Regions from separate parts of the Sus scrofa genome. Here region 1 is linked to region 2. The links are chromatin contacts, called in public HiChIP or PLAC-seq maps. All regions are on one chromosome and are shown on one strand. Each heading gives the region's core, a stretch centred on a gene start, on an enhancer-like site or on the middle of the called end of the contact. The rest is flanking DNA. Distances are from core to core; before and after follow the strand shown. Region 1 holds the start of ZC2HC1C (zinc finger C2HC domain-containing protein 1C). Region 2 holds the start of PGF (placenta growth factor).

The links. HiChIP or PLAC-seq counts read pairs in DNA pulled down with a chosen protein or histone mark.
Region 1: a contact with region 2 is called in an H3K27ac HiChIP or PLAC-seq map of skeletal muscle. The contact joins the promoter of ZC2HC1C here to the promoter of PGF in region 2. A contact is called at or near these places in 3 of 5 promoter capture datasets (fetal liver, fetal skeletal muscle and liver), 17 of 47 Hi-C or Micro-C datasets (adipose tissue, embryonic fibroblasts, epiblast stem cells and 9 more) and 2 of 2 datasets of contacts at active chromatin or transcription factors (alveolar macrophages and skeletal muscle).

Annotation. Positions count from the first base shown.
Region 1 is chr7:98,263,870-98,266,569 of Sscrofa11.1, forward strand. ZC2HC1C (zinc finger C2HC domain-containing protein 1C) reads left to right here and starts at 1,383. Exons shown (of 2, transcript XM_021099532.1): 1 at 1,383-2,700. The coding sequence starts at 2,343. ACYP1 (acylphosphatase 1) reads right to left here and starts at 1,284. Exons shown (of 3, transcript NM_001190198.1): 1 at 965-1,284. The coding sequence starts at 1,085.
Region 2 is chr7:98,161,492-98,164,191 of Sscrofa11.1, forward strand. PGF (placenta growth factor) reads right to left here and starts at 1,293. Exons shown (of 6, transcript XM_003356751.4): 1 at 825-1,293. The coding sequence starts at 899.

The DNA of each region.
Region 1 (2,700 bases), core at 133-2,632, 100 kb after region 2:
GGGTTCGATCCCTGGCCTCACTCAGTGGGTTAAGAATCTGGCGTTGCTGTGAGCTGTGGTGTAGGTCGCAGACGTAGCTCAGATCAGATCCCGCGTTGCTGTGGCTGTTGCGGAGGCCAGCAGCTACAACTCTGACTTGACCCCTAGCCTGGGAACAGCCATGTGCTGCGTATGCAGCCCTAAAAAGACAAAACAAAACAAAACAAAAGAGAGAGAGAGACTTCATGGAAAGACAAAAGATTCTTCTTCCTCAGAAACAGGAGCGAAAGAAGTTAAAATGGAGGGAGGCACCCTGGGAAATTCTGCCAGACTGGAGGGGAGCTTAGGGAGTTGATGACAGACAAGCCCCATGCTGAGATAATTAGGGCCTTGAGAAGAGTGGGAAATGTCTGGAAATGCATACATAGAGAAGGCAGTGGAGAGTCAATTAGAAAAGAAAACAAGGCATAAAAGTACTGCCCTTGGAGTGCCACCAAGGAATTTCTTCGTAACATGTAAAAACTGTAATATGACATATTAAAGTATTAACACCGACCACTGCTGTCCGTATTGTTCTCCATGGGCATGAATCTTTTAAGCAGTTACAGGGAAAAAAGTAAGCTGCTTGTTCCAAGTAGCTTACACAAATGAATTGAAGCATAAAGACAAACAAACCTTCTTCTGATGTTAACAAGTTACAGAGCATCTTTAGTGTTGAAACCAGGTTATATTGAGTATTTTGGATCTGGTAGTTAACTTTATTATCATTACACTTGGTTGAGTCACTCTTTGGCCGCAAGAAGAGAGGATCAGAGTTACCACGTGAGAGTAAAACATTATATCCAAATAATTAGATTGGCTACGAAAACGTCCCCGGAAAGATACTGCAAAAGACACCGCGTAGCAAAACCTAGCCGATTTGCTAAAATTTGACGCAAGCTCCAAACTATTTGCAAGGAAAGCCATGGACAGTATACAGCCGTACCTGGGGCCCGTACAAAGCAGCCGAGCGTGCTAAGAAAAGCTATCAGTATGCCCACGGCGGCTAAGAGGGCGGACACCGGAATCCTGCGGCAGGTCTTGAGGACACATCTAAGGCGCTCCATCTTTTGCCAGAGAAGGACACACCCCAGGACCTGAAAGCATCGCTCTGAGAAAAAAAAAAAAATACAAGCCCTTTGATGGAGCCCCAGAAAAGCCTCTCCCACCCTCTTCTCCCGTTCCCTAAGGGCAGGGCTGGACGGAGCTGCAGAGTTGGTGGGACACCGGGTCAAATGACACTCGTGTTGACCGCGCCCGCGACCGGGCGACTCCCGGGTGTGCGGACTGCGGCTGCGCACGCTTCTCCGGTGGAATTCGGGGCGTGGCGGGACTGGGTGCGCATGCGCTTCGGTCTCCAGGCAACAGGAATAACAGAGGCCCGCCAACAGCGCCTGCACGGCGGCGGGCGGTTGGGAGGGTGGTGTGTGGTCTGGAAAACTAAATTCTGGGGTTTCCCCTGAGCAGGAGCCGTCTGCTAGAACAGGTACGCGGAAGGGCGGGAAGATATGGGGTCAGCACCTCGACCTCCCAAGGGCCCGAGAGACTGAAGAGCGAGCACTTGTCCCTAAAGCAGAGTTTCCAGTGGGGCTACCCGGCTGACCCTCCAGGACAGAACAGGACTTATGCGTTCCGGATATGAACCCCGCCAGATCAGGTGTTCTCCGCCTCTCAGGTTACCGACCTTCCGCCATCTGCGCTGCGAGGACACCTTGCGAGAGGGTTTGCCAGCCAGGCACTTGCTGCAGGCCTTGAGCCGGCTCTCTGCACTTTGGGGTCCAGCACGGTTCCAGCAGGCGGGAAGTCCTGAGAGCAGTTTGTGCCAGTTGCTTACCAACAGGCTGAAGTTTTCTACCTGTAAAATGGTGGAGCGGGACTTGGAGTCCTAAGGTCCCTAAGTTCCAGCCATCTAACTCTTAAGTGAACCCCTCAGTTTACTGGTGAAGAAACTGGAGCCGGCGAGGGGATGCTGCTTGTCCTGACTGAAAACTGACTTTCAGCCCAATAGCTCATTCCGCCTGCTACGGAGTATACTGTGTAAGCAGGAGCATCACTATGTATGATATATATAAAGGAAAGCTAGGTGGCAGGAACACCTGTATCACATTCCCTTTTTCTATCCTTAGGACCTAATAAGCACCCATAGGACATAATAAGCGCTTATCAAATGCTAGACCTAGCAGCACTGTCCCTAAAAAGTCTAAGGGAAACTGTGGGTAAGACAAGTGTAGAAATAGTTTACTTTCACAGCTGAGATGAACCTCAGACAAACTCCTCACATATGTCTGGTTTAAATCTCCCCTAGGCTTCTGTCCAAGCCCTGAATGGCTGGCCTCCAGTTGGCACTGACTCTGCCTGTGGGCATTATGTTCCCATATAATAAAAGGGAAGCTCCAGAGCTCCATTCAGTTAAGCAAGATCCCTATGAAAAAGGTGACTCTTCCCAGCGGTCTTCTATGGGGCACCTGAGGAATAATTTCCAGCAGGAGCTTTTGAGCAACAAAGAGCTGACACTAGATAAGCTCTACACTCACCCCAAATGGAACACCAGCATGAAAGCCTGGAGCTGCTCCTATCCCCACTGTGCTGAAATAAGCCAGCAAGATTCGAGAAAAGGTTTGTTTTACTCATCAGGCCCTCAATCCCAGTATCCCAAAGCAAATATCCAGGAATTCATCCCCT
Region 2 (2,700 bases), core at 43-2,542:
GGAGCCGAGGCGCTGGAGCCGGTGGCGCCATGAGCCAGTGTGCCGGTAAAGTTACACCTCTGACCAGCCCTGCAGCAGGCAGGCGGGAGGCGGTGGTAGGGCTCTTCCGCCCCCGAGGGACAGCCCGGCCCACCCACTTCTGGGCTGGGGCTGGGGACTCCCAGGGCAGCAGGACATCACAGTGGGAAGGGAGCTCATTGGCTTTGTCAGGATTTCACTGCCCAAGCTGGCTCATGGCCAGACTCACCCAGCTCCTGGGAAAAGGGCCCTGCTCACTTCCCCAGGCCCTGCACTCAGGACCTCCGGCTGCCCACCCGGGAAAGAGGGCACAGTGGGACCCTTGTCTCGCCCCCAGCCCACCCAGGAGTCCTGGGCTCAACCCAGAGCCCTGGTGGGGCAGGGCCCAGCTTTCCCACCACTGGCCTCTTCAGTCAGCTTCCTCTCCATCAGGCCAGGTCAGAGGTCCTGGGGGCGCCTGCCTGGTCATGGGGCCTCGACCCTGACCACAAGGCCAGGGACCCGCCTGGGATTAGTGGAGAGATGCTTTTAGCAAAGCCACCAGGGCTCCAGGGGCCAGACAGGAAACCTCCCTCCCTTCCCTGTGGCTTCCCTGCCCCCGCCAAGACAGACCCCAAAGCTGGAGTCTGAGACAGCGCAGCCTGAGGTCTCTTCCCAGGGGACACGGTCCAGCCTGGCTCCTAGGAAGGGTATGGACATCCCTGGAGGTGCCGCTCCCGGGAGAGGGTCTGCGATTTCAGAGTCCCCTGTTCCCAGTACTGGGAGTGGGAAGATCAGGGAAGCCAGGCTGGGGATGGGGGTCTTACCTGGGGGGGCACAGCCGGCAGTGCCAGCCCAGCCAGAAGCTGCAGGAAGCAAGTGAAGAGCCTCATGGCAGGCATCTGCTCAGACGTACCAAGCCAGGGGGCTCCAAGGGAAAACCACCATGCTCTTCCCCCCGGGGAGGCCCCCGGCCCAAGAGGACAGGAGCTGAATGGGGGGCTGGGTGCCCCCTCACTGCTGCCCCGAGGTCCCCGTCGGTGGGCTGAGCATCCTCTGGAAGCCCTGAGGATTCTGGAGCCCGTAGGTAAGGCTGCGGCTGGGGAACCTGACGCGGAGCGCCGGGCAAGGCCGGGCGGTGTGGGGCAGGCGAGTCCCTGGGGAGGGTCCGTCGGGCGCCCAGCGCGACCCCAGATCCTCTCGTAGCTGGCCCGCGAAGATGCAGTTTCCTCCTCAGACAGCAGCTCCCTTCTGGGACTGAAGCTTGTCGGCGGCTGGGTTTCAGGGGCCGCGAATGGGGCGGGGCTGCAGGCCCGCCCCGCCCACCGCCCAGACCCAAGTCCCTGGGAGCCGCCGAACGGAGCGCCGAGCGGAGCCTGCGGGCTGCCGCCGGGCGGGGAGAACCTGAGCGCGGCCGGCCCGCAGTGCGTGGAAGGGGCGCTCCCGACGCGGACCTCCTGGCTGCCGGAGCCTGCTGCCCGGGGCGCCGGCTGACCCGGGCAGCACCCAGTGCGGGCCGCGGAGAGGGCTCCGCGGCTCCGCTCCCGCGCTTCCAGGCCGGCCACCTTGCATGGGGGGCAGCCAGGTGTGGAGCCCACGCCTGCCAACAGGGCTCCTGACGTTAGCGGATTCTGCGGAGACTGCAGACCCAGCCTCCCCAGGGCAGCAGCGATTTGGTCTGGCCCTTCCCGTGCCACCTTATGCCATCCCCATAATCCTCAAGGGCGAAAGAATTAGAAACCCTATTTTACAGATGAAGAAACTGACGTTCTGAGAGGGCCTCTGCCTGGTGCACATTTATGTGTACTCTTGAAAAGTGTGTGTGTGTGTGTGCGCACGTGTGTGTGACTAATGGAGACAAAACCCAAGGCATGTGGCTGTCTCTTCAGCCCATCCACCATCCTCCTAGCCGTGCACTTGGACCGCCCGCAGCCCAGCTGCGGGCACCTGGCGGAGGCTTCGGCACCATTTCCTCTTGTGGGAAGCCAGTTTCCCAGGCCCTGCCTGCAAGCCTGCCACATGTGGGTTGGAGTGTGGCCTAGAGCAGCATTTCCTCCTGGTCCCAGGAGGAGGAGGAAGTGCTCCAAGGCTGCGGGGTCTGCCGACAGGGGTCTGGGTGCGCGAACGCGCGTCTCTGTGCATGTGTGAGGGCATTGATGTGTAGCCGTGGCGATCCATGCGTGCTGTCCGCCTCTGTGTTGTCTGAGTGTCTGTGTGCCTCTGCTGTGTGTGCAAATGTCGCCTGTGTGAGGGTCTTGGTATCTCTGTATGCCTGTGTGATTACATATGTATGTGTCCGCTTTTTTCTGCTGTGTTTGGAAGTGTGTCTGAATGTGCATTTCGGTGGGCCGGTGAGTTTGTATGCCTGCCTGTGCCTTTGTGTGTGTCTTTGTGTGTGAGTAGCTCAGCCGGCTTCTGTGTGTGCCTGCACATCTCTCCGTGTATTCGTGTGTGCCTTCCATGATCCTGGAGCGTCATTCATCCCCATCACCACCCCCTCGCCACAGTTTTCTGGCTACAAGAACCTGGCAGGATTCCGGGTCATGGGTTGGCCTGGGCCTGGGGCTGGTGGGTGGCTCTGGGAGAGGAGGGAGGCCTGAGAGGCAGTCCCTACAGCTCACATTCCAGCCAGGAAAACGGAGGCCAGGGCAGCCCCGGCTCTCACCCCAGTGACCTCTGAGTCTGCTGCCTGCCCGCCCACCC